Regions from separate parts of the Pan troglodytes genome. Here region 1 is linked to region 2. The links are chromatin contacts, called in public HiChIP or PLAC-seq maps. All regions are on one chromosome and are shown on one strand. Each heading gives the region's core, a stretch centred on a gene start, on an enhancer-like site or on the middle of the called end of the contact. The rest is flanking DNA. Distances are from core to core; before and after follow the strand shown. Region 1 holds the start of MCOLN2 (mucolipin TRP cation channel 2). Region 2 holds the start of SYDE2 (synapse defective Rho GTPase homolog 2).

What was found. HiChIP or PLAC-seq counts read pairs in DNA pulled down with a chosen protein or histone mark.
Region 1: a contact with region 2 is called in an H3K4me3 HiChIP or PLAC-seq map of stem cell-derived excitatory neurons, with 2.4 times the contacts expected there. The contact joins the promoter of MCOLN2 here to the promoter of SYDE2 in region 2. A contact is called at or near these places in 1 of 7 Hi-C or Micro-C datasets (stem cell-derived neural progenitor cells) and 1 of 1 datasets of contacts at active chromatin or transcription factors (stem cell-derived excitatory neurons).

What each region holds. Positions count from the first base shown.
Region 1 is chr1:146,075,781-146,082,465 of NHGRI_mPanTro3-v2.0_pri, reverse strand. It overlaps MCOLN2 (mucolipin TRP cation channel 2), which reads right to left and starts at 5,309. Exons shown (of 14, transcript XM_513523.8): 1 at 4,927-5,309. The coding sequence starts at 5,003.
Region 2 is chr1:145,866,332-145,873,207 of NHGRI_mPanTro3-v2.0_pri, reverse strand. SYDE2 (synapse defective Rho GTPase homolog 2) reads right to left here and starts at 2,873. Exons shown (of 7, transcript XM_016921711.4): 1 at 1,377-2,873. The coding sequence starts at 2,712.

The sequences.
Region 1 (6,685 bases), core at 4,060-6,559, 210 kb before region 2:
AGGCAAAGAAGAAAACTTTGGTTCCCTTCTCAGCACAGCTCTCAGAACATAAATGACATGGTCATTCTAACCCTAAGAAGCCCCCTGAAGAAAGGCCATAGGGGCTTTTCATTTTCCATTAGAGCCACTCATGAAAGATGGACATGCTAACCCTTCAGGAGTTTCCCTACAGACAACCGTGCCACCAAGTTCCTAAAAATCACCTCTGATCACCACTTTGCTGCCTCTGAACACCAGGAAAGCAGAACTAGGGCTGCATACTTTTAAAGTGCTTCTTCTAAACAAGCCACACTCCTTTGGAAACTAGAAGAAACAGTTCTCTGAGGAAGAGATAAAGAAAGGGAAACTCCATTTCTCAGCAATAAAGGATTCCACATGCAGTTAAAACTGAGGAAGATGACTGGAATTATGACATTTCCTAACATTTTTCTTTCTCCAATATTTTCAGTAAGAGCCCAACTTAATAGAGTCATGCTGATGACTCTCCCTAAGGAAAAGAAATTATAAAGAAATAATCATTTTTTCCTCAAAGCATTGAGGTTACCTTAATTTTGGACAAGCCCAACTCAGTGTCATGTTGGTGAATCCCTACATTCTAGCTATCTCTAGAAAATCCCTGTCGTTGGCATAAGTAGTACGATTTTTTAAGGCCACCATTTAAATTGTGGGTCTTCTAGAATTACACCAAAGACTATTTTCAAGAATCTTCTGCCTCATGAGTTATCAATTATTGCCTGGCAGATGTTTTAGGCTGAAATTACAGAGATGTATTCAAGGGGAGAAAACATAACACAACCTTCAAAAGAGAAGAAAGGAAACAGCCCACCCAGCTGAGGGAAAAGGAATATGGACAACATTCGCTGGACACAGTCTCTCATACCAGGAAAAAAGGGGCTGAGGCCCAAGCTCAAAACAGAGTAGAAAGCTCAGCTATAGGCAGGCTGAGAAGAGTGGGAAGAAAAAAAAATTCAGATGATTGCCAAAGCAAACAAATAAACAAACCAAAAACATGGCTGTAAACATTTAATACTGAACAGAACATTGTAGTTTGATAAGATGAAGTCTGGAAATAAAATTACAGGCACACCTCAGAGATATTGCAAGTTTGGTTCCAGATCACCACAATAAAGCAAATACTGCAGTAAAGCAAGTCACACAAATTTTTTGGTTTTCCAGTGCATATAAAAGTTATGTTTACACTATACCATAGTCTATTAAGTCTGCAATAGCATTATGTCTTAAAAAAACCACCTTAATTTAAAAGTACTTCATACTAAAAAATGCTAACAATCACCTGAACCTTCAGCAAGCTGTAATCTTTTTGCTGGTGGAGGGTCTTGCCTCCTTGATGATGGCTGCTGACTGATCAGGGTGGTGGTTGCTGAAGGCTGGGGTGGTTAGGGCAATTTCTTAAAAGAAGACAACAATGAAGTCTGATATATCAATTAACTCTTCCTGTCACAAAATATTTCTCTGTTGCATGCAACGCTGTTTGATTGCATTTTACCCACAGTAGAACTTCTTTCAAAATTGGAGTCAGTCCTCTCAAACCTTGCTGCTGTTTTATCAACTATGTTTACGGAATATGCTAAATTATGTGTTGTCATTTCAACAATGTTCATAGCATCTTCACCAAGAGTAGATTCCATCTCAAGAAACCACTTTCTTTGCTCATCCATAACAAACAACTCCTCATCCATTCTAGTTTGATCATGAGATTGCAGCAATTCAGTCACATCTTCAGGCTTCTCTTCTAGTTCTCTGGGTATTTCCACCACATCTGTGGTTAGCAAATCGCTGCAAAAGTAATTGTGTTTTTTTGCCATTAAAAGTAAGGACAAAACCCACAATTACTTTTTCACTGACCTAATACTTCCTCTACTGAAATCTGGACCCCTTCAAAGTCATCCATGAGGGATAAAATCAACTTCTTCCAAACTCCTGTTAATGTTAATATTTTGACCTATTCCCATGAATCATGAATATTCTTAATGGAATCCATAATGATGAATCCTTTCCAGAAGGGTTTACTTTGTCCAGATTCATCAGAGGAATAATTTTCGATGGCAACCTATAATGTTACAAAATGTAGTTCTTAAATAATAAGTCTTGAAAGTTGAAATTACTCCTTGATCCATGGGCTGCAGAATGGATGTTAACATATATGAAAACAACATTCATCTCCTTGTACATCTCCATCAGAACTTTTCGATGATCAGAGGTATTATCAATGAGCAGTAATATTTTGAAAGAAATCTTTTTTTCTGAGCAGTAGGTCTCAACCATGAGATTAAAATATTCAGTAAATCATGCTGTAAACAAGTGTACTGTCATCTAGGCTTTGTTGTTCCATTTACGAAGCAGAGGCAGAGTAGATTAACATAATTCTTAAGTGCCCTAGGATTTTTGGAATGGTAAATGAGCACTGGCTTCAACTTAAAAGTCACCAGTTGTACTAGTTCCTAACTAGAGAGTCATCCTGTCCTTTGCACCTTTGAAATCAGATGCTGGCTTGTCCTCTCTACTAGGAAAGTCCTAGATGGCATCTCCTGCCAATAGAAGGCTGTTTTGTCTACATTGAAAATCTGTTGTTTAGAGTAGCCTCCTTCATCAATGATCTTAGCTAGATCTTCCAACTAACTTGCTGCAGCTTCTATATCAGCACTTTCTGCTTCGCCTTGCACTTACATGTTATAGAGATGGCTTCCTTTCTTAAAGCTCATGAACCAACCTCTGCTAGCTTGAAACTTTTCTTCTGCAGCTTCATTACCTCTCTCAGCCTTCACAGAATTGAAGAGAGTTTGGGCCTGCTCTAGATTATGCTTTAGCTTTAGTGAATGTTGGTGCTGGTTTGATCTTCTATCCAGACCACAAAAACTTTCTCCATAACAGCAATAAGGCTGTTTTGCTTCCTTATCATTTGTATTTTCACTGGAGTAGCACTTATAATTTCCTTCAAGAACATCTCATATGCATTCAAAACTTGGCTAAATGGCACAAAATGCCTAGCTTTTGGTCTGTCTCAGCTTTCAACATACCTTCCTCACAAAGCTTAATCACTCCTACCTTTAAAGTAAGAGACCTGTGATTGTCCCTTGCACTCAAACACTTAGAGACCACTCTAGGGTTATTAGTTGGGCTAATTTCAATACTGTGGTGTCTCAGGGAATAGAGAGGGTTGGGGAGAGGAAAAGAGATAGAAGAATGGCTGGTCGGTGGAGTAGTCAGAACACATACAACATTTATTAATTGAGTTCCCTGTCTTATATGGGCACAGTTCATGGCACCCCAAAACACAGTAGTCACATCAAAGATCAGTGGTCACAGATCACCAGAACAGATATAATAATAATGATGAAAAAGTTTGAAATATTGAGAGAATTGCCAAAATGTGACACAGAGACACAAAGTGAGCACATGCTGTTGGAAAAATGGCACCAATAGACTTGCTGGACACAGCGTTGCCACAAACCTTCAATTTGTAAAATTAAATAAAATGCAGTATCTACAAAGTGCAATAAAGCAAAGAACAATAAAACAAGCTATGCCTGCACTTTTTTCTATGAACCCCTTAACATGTGACACAAGAGCTCACTAAAGAGTGATTTAATTCTTCAGAACTGACACACGGAACTTAGACCCTAGGCCTTAAGGAAAACAGCCCAGCTTCAGGAAAGTCCACTTTTACTCTTACAGCCAGAAGAGTTTTCTTTGGCCACTATTTTTACTTTGAAAGCTATAGTCACAAGAAGCCATCTCTTTTTCCGCCGGTTTTAAAATTGTCTTGTTCTAGGTTTCACTTCACTGACAGAGACACAGCCAAAGAGATCAGCTTGTGAATATGATCATTCTTGACTTTCAGTTCTGTATTTCGTGCCCCTTTGCTCAAACTATGTCTCTCAGTTCTTCTCACTTGCTTCATTAAAATATTTTATATCTATTACTCTATTTTTTTTAAAAAAAACACTTTTGATATGTTCCTCCTTCACAGAAAAGAATGTGGCTACCTCAAACACTTTATTAGGATTCACTCATTTTTTATTACAGGAGGTTAAATAAAATTGGTATTATGATGGCCTCTGTATGGAAAATGTGTCGTTTTTAGAGTTCCGGCCACAGAAACTGACCTATGAACGGTTTTCTAAAGGAGAAGGGTGTGCCTGTGGAAAGTTCACGGCAACGGGAGTTTGACTCCTCTTAAGGTATGAAGAGGAAGACAGGCTAAAGTCTCAAGAAACTTCTGACTCAATAGGGGAAAGCTATCAAATTTCCCAAAAGTTGTGCGATTTTGGTTAGCACATCACAAAGGTGATGAGCAGCTCCTGAGAGTGAAACCCACATCCCATTTCTGGGGAGAACTACGTAGTTGGTTCCCTCTACATAAAATATCAGAGTCTACATCCTGACACCCATAAGAAACCTCTTCCACCTTTCTCTTACTAACCTTTTCTTCCATTCTCAGTTTACAATGACACACAATTTTGTTTCCCACAAGTACCGTACAACCAGAGACACACACACTTACACATACGTATATATTTCATATATATATATATATATATGTTTGGAGAGCAGGAAACGGGGGAGCCAAGGTCTGTTTGTACTCACAACTTTGGCTCAACTGTGCTGGGGTGGCTGGAGCTTTGACCACGGAGGAGGGGCCCGCGGGCAGCGCCAACCGGCTGAACTGTGCGCCTTTTCATAAAGACCGAGGAACTGGGGTTAGCCACACTACAACCCTCCCACCTGAGGGAAAGGCCTGTTTGTTCTGGAAGGCACAGCCTAGCCTTATTTAACTAACTGCAAGCAGTTAATATAAGCATTCCCAAGGCAGCAAGCAAGCTCTAGTCTACGAAAGTAAAGCCATCGACTTTAGGAAGATTTCTCCAGTCCAGCATCCTGAAAGATGAAGCCCAGACTCCTCACCTGACGGTTAACCCGAAAACACCTGATCCTCTCTCCGGAATCCTTGCCTGGGGAAAACGATAAGGCTGCCGGGCCATGCCTCCTCCTTCAAAACTTTCCAGGGCTCTCGGGATTCGGAACAGGAAACACCGTTCACGGCCGACTCATTTCGCCCTCGCCGTAACGCGTCCGCCGAAGTTGGAGCCCTGCAAAGCGGGGTTCCCTTCTCTTACCCTTCCTGACGGCCGCGTGGTGCGCGCAGACCCCGGCCCGAGAGCAGGCGCCGCAGTCGCGGAGTGCGGCGGGCCGTTCTCGGGCGGCTGAAAGGCGGCTCTGTGTGCACCCTGCAGGATGCGGCGCGTGGCCAGGCGCTCCCGCCCCGCCCCCAAGGGGCTGCCCCGCCCCGCCCCGCCCCGCCGCCTCCTACCCGGGACCGGAGCTTCCCCACTTGGGGTCCTAGGGGACTTATTCCACGCTTCAGCGGACCAGCCTCCCCGCGCTCCCGGAGAAGGGGGTCGGCGACGCGGAGGCGGGGTGGGGGCCGTAGGGGATGGAACCGAGGCGCGCGCGAGAAGAGCCGAGGAAGTAAGCAGTCCCAAAAGGGGGCGGCGGTGGGGCCCCCAGGGAGGCGTGGGGCGCGCCAAGGGCGCCGTGGGGGCACTGACCTGTGGTGCGGCCCCCAGGACAGGCCCGAGGCGCGGTTCCACACCGGCAGGTCCAGCACCTCCATGCCTCGAGGCATGGCGCGGCCCAGGAGCGGCAGGAGGACACCTAGCGTGGGACGGCTACACCTGTCTGGGCGCAGGCCCGCCGCCCTTGCCCTCTCCACCCAAGTGCCCAACGCTGCGGTGCGGCCCGCTTTGGCTCGGGGTGTCTGCCGGAGAAGCGCCTTACAGAGGGACCCGGGCGGTGGGCCCTGCGGCAAAGTGGCCCACGCACCCTCAACACCGCTCCCGGGCGGCCGCACCTGGCACTCCCGGCCCTCTGGGGTTCCTGCCTTTTTCGGGGGGGTGGTGGTGAGACCGGGTCTCACTCTGTCGCCTGAGCTGCGATCACTGCTTACTGCAGTCTTGAACTCCTGGACCCAAGCGATTCTCCTGCTTCCGCCTCCCAAAGTGCTAGGATTACAGGTGTAAGCCGCTGTGCCTGGCCCCTTCTTTTCTTCACTCTCGCATTCATTCATTTCTTGTTTCCACATGCATTCATTTGTCCGTTGCTTTGGTCATTCCTGTTTTGATGCTTAGGGAAACACTCACTGAGAGCCAAGCCGACCGTTGGGTACTGTGGTCTCTGGGATGACAAAGACATGGTCCTTTCCCTTGAGGACGTCACATTAAACTGACAAGTTCATTCATTCTGGCTTTTCTCTAAAGTGCACGATCATGAAAGTCTGTGACAAGGGCCATATTTCTGAGATGTTAGAAAGTGCGACCGGCGCGCAAGGAATAGGAAAAGCGAGTTGCCCTGCGCCCGCGTCGGGATGAAAGGGAGGGAGCTGGGAGGGAGCGTCAGCGTGGCCCGGCGGGCGCGGAGGGAGGGCGCACGGCCCCAGGGCTGGACTCCTAACCCCAGCGCCCTGCTGCAGCCGCCGTTGCTCTTCCCTCTTGGTGCACGAAAGGAAGACGCCTGTGGGAAACCGAACAGACAATCGGTCGCCGTTCGTGAATCTTAGAGATGAGAGTCGTCAGTACATGATCAAAAGCCGTGTTCGGCTCCTAGTGATGTTAGCTTGGTAGTTTGGACGTGGCCGACAGCCTCCTAGAGCTCGTACCCCTCCTTT
Region 2 (6,876 bases), core at 1,624-4,123:
TAATATGAACTTAGTATAAAGTACACCTCTCAACAAAGAATTTACATTCTATTATTCTTTTGTTCAAGTGAAATGGAATATTTAACCTTGAGAATAAAATTTGACAGGTAGGTATTAGAGCCGTATAGACAGGAAAAAACTTTGCAAGTTGGCACACACTTTGAATGAATCATTTGATTTGTCTTCATTGTTTGATAAGAAGTTTTGTGAACTTTGTTTCTCCCCACTGTTGTGTGTTTATTGGTTAAACAAAGTTAATGTGTATAAATCCAGTCCTGTAGGATTTGTAATTACTACCAGAGAAACCGCCAAGTACTGTGAATACCTTTTACATTTCAGGATTTAATGTTTTCCAAATTATTCCTGACTTATAAGTCTTTATGATCACTAAAAATTTTTATATGTAAGAGTATTCAAAAGACCATGTTGTTTTGGCTCACTTTGAAGATATTATACTCCTTTCAGGAAAGATATTTTGATATTTACAACATAATTGACTGGTTTCTAGAATTGATAACCTAAACCTTCAGTGATAGTTAAAAATCATGCACATACAAAATAGGGAGCATAATCCTATTATAAGGATCAATATGCTTTTTAAAAAACTAATTTACTTCCCATATAAATAGGATTTAAGTTTGCAAATGACTGCTTTAAAAAAAAAAACTACCTGAGGAACATTTTTCTTTTGATTAAAATGTTAGTGTCCTTGATTTTTCACAATAAAAAGATTACTTTGTTGAGGTTTCTTTGTCGGGGGGAGGCAGGTGGAGAGATGGTGTATGTGACATACTACCTGACTAAAAAATTCTACTTATGGTAGGGTTTTTTTTGTTTGATTTGTTTGGGTTTTTGGTTGTGCGTATGTATGCATGTGTGTGCGTGCCTGGGAGAGGCAAAAAAAAAAAAAGTTGTAATGAGTAAAATGACAGTTTATGAAGCCTATAAAATCTACCTTGAATCAAATTCAAATTTACAAACTCCACAAAAGTCTACGGATTTGCCTAGAGCTACAAAGAATAAAAATCAAGACAGTGCCGCCCATCTGTAAACCTACTAAAAGTGTGTTATACTTAACCTTTACTCCTTTAGGTAATACTTAGGGAATAGACACACTGGTTTTTCGAGAAGAAATCACAACCTCAATTCTTCATGCCATTGTCTGATTAAAAAGAAAAAAAAAAAGCAAAACGAGTAAATGCATTACATTAAGTAACCCCGAAATTACTTTAAGCTGCCACTTACATGACACTTACTTTCGCCCGGTAACGTACCTGTCTGCAAAAACATACCTTTGTCTTGGCTCTTAAGACAGAAGCCCAGTCGGTAAACAGTAAGGCTCGCGGTGCTAGCATTTTCATCGCAAAGTATCCTACCTGTCAGCGTAATTCTTTGGTCTGGAGGCACCGACAGGACACGGTTTTCACGCACTTTCAAAGCGCCCACATTTGGGGAGGCTGCCTGCGTTCCTGTGACTTTGGGGGCCGTCCCACGGGCACGACCCTTCATTCCCAGGGACAGCAGACGCCCTTTGTACATCCACTTCTGCAGCTTCTTGACTGTCACTGCCGGCGGCCTGAGGAAGGAGGGGCCTTCCTGGCGGTCTCCTTTGCCACTGCGTATCACAGAGGACCCCGCTGGATCCCTGAAAGGGCTTCCCGAGGAGCAGCCGTGGTCCTTGGAGCCTGGAGGCTGGAGGCCGGTGGGTGCAGCCGCCCGGGCGCGGCCCCCACTCCAGCCGTCCATCCTGCCTCCACGTGGCGGGGGCTCGTCCCAGTCCCCGTGCGCGCCGCACCTGATCCAGCTGTCGCTCGGCCACCGCTGGAAGGGAGGCGGCTTGGCACCCACCCGGAGGCTCTCGAGGCTTCTGCTGCAGGACGGCCGCATCCGAGGAGTCCGCAGCTGGCCTCCCCGCGGCTCCCTCTGAGGCGACCGGGGCGGGGACACCTGCTGCCGAGGGCGTCCGCCGCCTCCCCGCTCCCCGTCTCGGGGGCAGGCTTGGCGGTACGCGGCGCCGCGGGAAGGCGGCTGGCCCGGAGCCCGGGCTCCCGCGGGGAAGCTGTGATCCGCCAAGCCCCCGCCGCCCCGCCGCGCTCCCGAGTCAGGGGGCAGGTCGTGCATGGCCTGGATCAGCAGATAATAGGCCTCTCGCAACTGGGTCCGCAGCCTGCCTGTCTCCAGGCGGCCGCCCTCCGCCCCCAGGGAGGAGCCCGCCGCTGGGGGAGGCGGGGGACGCCGTTCAGCCTCCGCCCCCTCAGGCTCGGGCGCAGACTGCGAGCCGCCGGGCAGGTTTTCGTAGTAGTCGGCGTCGTAGTCGTCTTCGTCCTCGTCGTCTTCCTCCTCCTCTCCGCTGCCCTCGGAGCCCTCCGGGGAGTGCGGAGGAGCGTGAGCGAGCCCATGGCTCCGGGGGGCGGCCTCCTGCCCGCCGCGCGGCCGAGGCCCAAGCGCCCCCAACTGCTCCGGGTGCCCTCTGGGGACCCGCGCCCCGGGACCCCACGCATCAGGTGACGGCGAGGGCTGCTGTAGGCTCCGCCCGTGTCCACCGGCGTGCTCACGTTGGGGGGTGTCTGCGGCACCCCAGGCGTCTCCCGCGGCTGCCGAAGAGGCCGCCACCGCAGCTGCGGCTGCCGCCCGGAGCCCTAGCCCCCCGGTGCCGCGGGGACCCCGCCTTCCCCGGAGCCTGGACAGCGTCCTCCTCAGAGGGTCCGCCATCCCCTCTGCCTTAGCCGCGAGGCTCACCCCCGCCGGGGGGAGAGGTCGGAGCCCCGCTGGGGAGAAATCCGCGCTCGCGGAGGCGGCGGCGGCTCCCCATGACCGGCGCTGGCCCTCGCCGGCTCCTCACATACTTGGCATAACTCTGCCGCGGGAAGGCGTGGGGGAGGGCGGTGGCGCCGCAACGCGCATGCCCCGGAGCCCCGGGCCGCGACGGGGCGCGCGGGCCGGGGGCGGCAGAGGTGGGTTCTCGGGGTGGGCGAGTGGTGCAGGTGGAGGCGGAGGGCGCGGGCCGGTAGGTAGAGTAGTAGGTCGGCTGAAGCTGACCGACGGAAGCAGGGGTGGGCGCACAGAGCGCGAAGGGTGCGGGGAGAGTTGACGCAGAGGAAAGAAGAACGAGCAGGAACGTGAGTTTGGGCTGGTGGCTGCAAAGTTTTGGTTAGGGAGCCCGAGAAAGGGAAAGTGCCCTCCTGGCTGTCACCCCAGCACCTTCACCGCCACCGCTGCACGAGGTGTGTCTTAGGCACAGCAAGTCCTAGCTTGAGAGAAAACAAAGATTGTTTTGACGGACAAAGTACGAGTGCAGGTGTATCTCGGTGCATGTGTTCTAGAAATGTATCAATCATTTTAATCGCCCAGAGAGCTAGCTAGCTAAAAGAAATTTGCAGCGATTCCTTTTCTATAAGAGTTCTTTTATCAAAAACAAAACAAAACCCACCCACCGATGTCTCTTTTAAGTCTGTTTTTCCTTCTTTATTTCAGTTAATGCATGCTAACAAAATTATTACATCAGCCAAAACTTGTAAAATGGAGCCACAAATATTATGTCCCTCATCACCCTACCTACAAGATTATCATACAGGTTTGCAGCTTTCTAATATAAAAAAGTTAACACTTCATTTTAATTTGAATAGTGAGTTGAGAAGCAATTGAATTGAAATTGAGACACAGTGTAATCTAGAAATACCGGCTGTCTCCCAAAAACGTTAAATTCCAGATTCTGGGCAGCAGTTGCAAACAAGTACCCCTCGTTGCCAGAGGTTAATTGATTCAGTGACTGATAAGAATCAGTCGTGCTATCATCCCTGATTTGAGTTACTTTTTTTAGTGTTTACATAGTAGAAAGGGCCTTTTTCTGAGTTACTCATAAATATACTGACACCTAGCACCGTGCATGCACTTAGTAGATACTCAAATACTTAAGAAAATATTTGTTGAATAAATAAATGTTTGCATTACTGAATAAAATAATTTTGCCCTAATTTACCTTATTTGCAACTGCAGTATATTTTCCTATGTCAGTTGTTTTCTTGTTGTCCAATGGCTCCAATCTCTGAATGTGCTTTGACTATACTACCTTTATTAGTACCTAGTCTCTGCTTTCTGGAATAATTGTTATCTGCATCTGAGATTTGCAGATAAGAGAGAATATTTGCAGAAATCTTACCCACTCTCTAAAACTCTGCTCTAGGCCAGGCGGGGTGGCTCATGCCTGTAATCTTAGCACTTTGAGAGGCTGAGATGGGCAGATTGCTTGAGCCCAGGAGTTCAAGACCAGCCTGGACAACATGGCACAACCTGGTCTCTACGAGGAACAAAAACAAAAACAAAAAAACACACAAAAAATTGGCTAGATGTGGTGGTGTGCACCTGTAGTCCTAGCTACTCTAGAGGCTGCGGTGGGAGGATCACTTGAGCCTGTGAGGCTGAAGCTGCAATGAACCGAGATCATGACACTTCATTCCAACCTGGATGACTGAGGGAGACTCTGTCTCAAAATAATAAGAATGAAATAATAAAACTCAGCTCAACTGCCTTCTTGTTTATGAAGTCATCTCTGATCTCCCAGACAGGAACTCAAGTTCTAAACTTCAATATTACTTTATTCCCACCCATAGTATAGTTACTGTTTTTTGTTTTATACAGTTTGTATACATGTCCTTCCTCCTTTACAAGAAAATTCATAAACTCCCTAAGGGCAGAAACTGTTTATAATTGACCTTTATATTCTCCACAGGAGTATAACTTTAGCATCTTATATATTGTGCATGATGAATAAACATTTTTGAATTAGTATCAATTTTAATTTAGAGAGAACAAGTGGCTTTAATTCCAGTCTATTGCCTAACTCTCCACTAGACCATGCTATATTAGTGTTGTTTTAAGATTCTTTCTGCGATGAGTAAGAGACACAGTTTGTTAAATAATCTTAATTCATATCTAAGAAAATGCAATGAAATGTGATGAAATATTACACTATAATTTGCATATATTGATATTTATAGTTCTACAATATTTTCATTCCATGGGCCCCAGGCTATTTAATGAATAGTCAAGGCATAAAACTATGTCCCAGTGAAATATTCCCACAGGAAATGACTGATAGCAAAGTTGCCAATAATGGTTCTATAAACACAATTTGATCTCTATCTCAGAAATTGTTTCCATTCCAACTCTGTTGCAAAATCTTTTTATGCTTTGTAGTTAACATAGCTGTTAAGAACACTATAAGCTGCATATATATCTATATGCAGATAGATATATATGAGTAGAAAAATATAACCTTGAAGATCTAGATTGAACTTCATCCCGAATTCAGTTTATCCACTTGTTCAGGAGTTATAAAACATTGGTTATTGGCCAATATAAAATACTATGCATTGTTCTAGGCGTTACTCAGAACTAAGTTTGATGCAGCATACCACGACTGAACTTAATGCTTCTTTAAAGTTGAGAATGTTCTAACTCATGAATTCACAATTTTAATCATTTTGTGTCACAACAGAAATTAATAAGGCAGTCATGGCCATATGACACTATTTAAAGACCTTAATAATGTAAATTCCACTTTTCTGTATGTGCATTACACATCAATAAAAAGTTGGTAAAAATGTAATTCTAAAGAGACAATGCCCACAAAACTTATATTATGCCTAATATAATTAAGATAATGACAAGATATGAACATAAACTACACTTTGTAAAATCTTTTTTTACAATTTGTATCCTATTCCCTCACTTATCTCAATTTTCATATCTTTCTAATCCATAGATTCCCATGAAAATTAGGGGATGGGAATCATTTTTCAGTGTTTATACTTGTTTCTCAGTGACTGGGAAATAATTTTGATGCCCCATGAATTACTAACTATGTGTTGGCACTGTCACAAAAGATATAACAACTATGGGATAACAGGGCTCCAGTAAGGCAGGGATCCAAACTAGGGATGGAGTAGCACTGACTCAATCTGGGAGGAGGGGGAGAAAAGCAGGGCAAGTTGAGGCAGAGGGCTAGGTTTAACAGTAATAGAAGGGAAGTGTTTAGGTATGTTATGGTTATTTTCTAGTCAATTTAGAGTGCATTTCTGTCTCACTGATGTTCAGTCTTCCATTATACTCTTAGTGGAACCAAAGGCAAATTTAGCTCTACCATTTGTCCAGTACTGTCTCCCTAAACTGCCTTACAGGGATGTCCTGGAGTAGACCTCCCTCGTCTGCCATGCAACTCCGTTAGTATGGAGTAAAATATACTTCAGCCTAAAGCTGACCACGCTAACACTGCACTGAGAATCAAAGATGGCATGTTCTCAGTACAGCAATTTGTACTGTTTCATAATTAATATCTGGCAATTTGCAATATTGCTTAACCCATCCCCCCCCATCAAAGTAATAAAAAAGATAGGCTGGGCCTGGTGACTCATGCCTGTAATCCCAGCACTTTGGGAGACTAAGGTGGGCAGATCACTTGAAGCTGGGGGGTTCAAGACCAGCCGGGCCAACATAGAAACTGTATCTCTACTACAAATACAAAAATTAGCTGGGTGTGATGGCTCACGCCTGTAATCCCAGCTACTTGGGAGGCTGAGGCATGAGATTCACTTGAGCTCAGGAAGTAGAGGTTGCAGTGAGCCTAGATGGTGCCACTGCACTGCAGCCTGGGTGACAGAACAACACTCTGCCTCAAAATGCAAACAAAGGCCGGGTGCAGCGGCTCATGCCTGTAATTCCAGCACTTTGGGAGGCCCAGGCGGGCGGACCACGAGGTCAGGAGATCGAGACCATCCTGGTTAATACGGTGAAACCCTGTCTTTACTAAAAATACAAAAACAATTAGCTGAGCATGGTGGTGGGTGCCTGTAGTCCCAGCTAGTTGGGAGGCTGAGG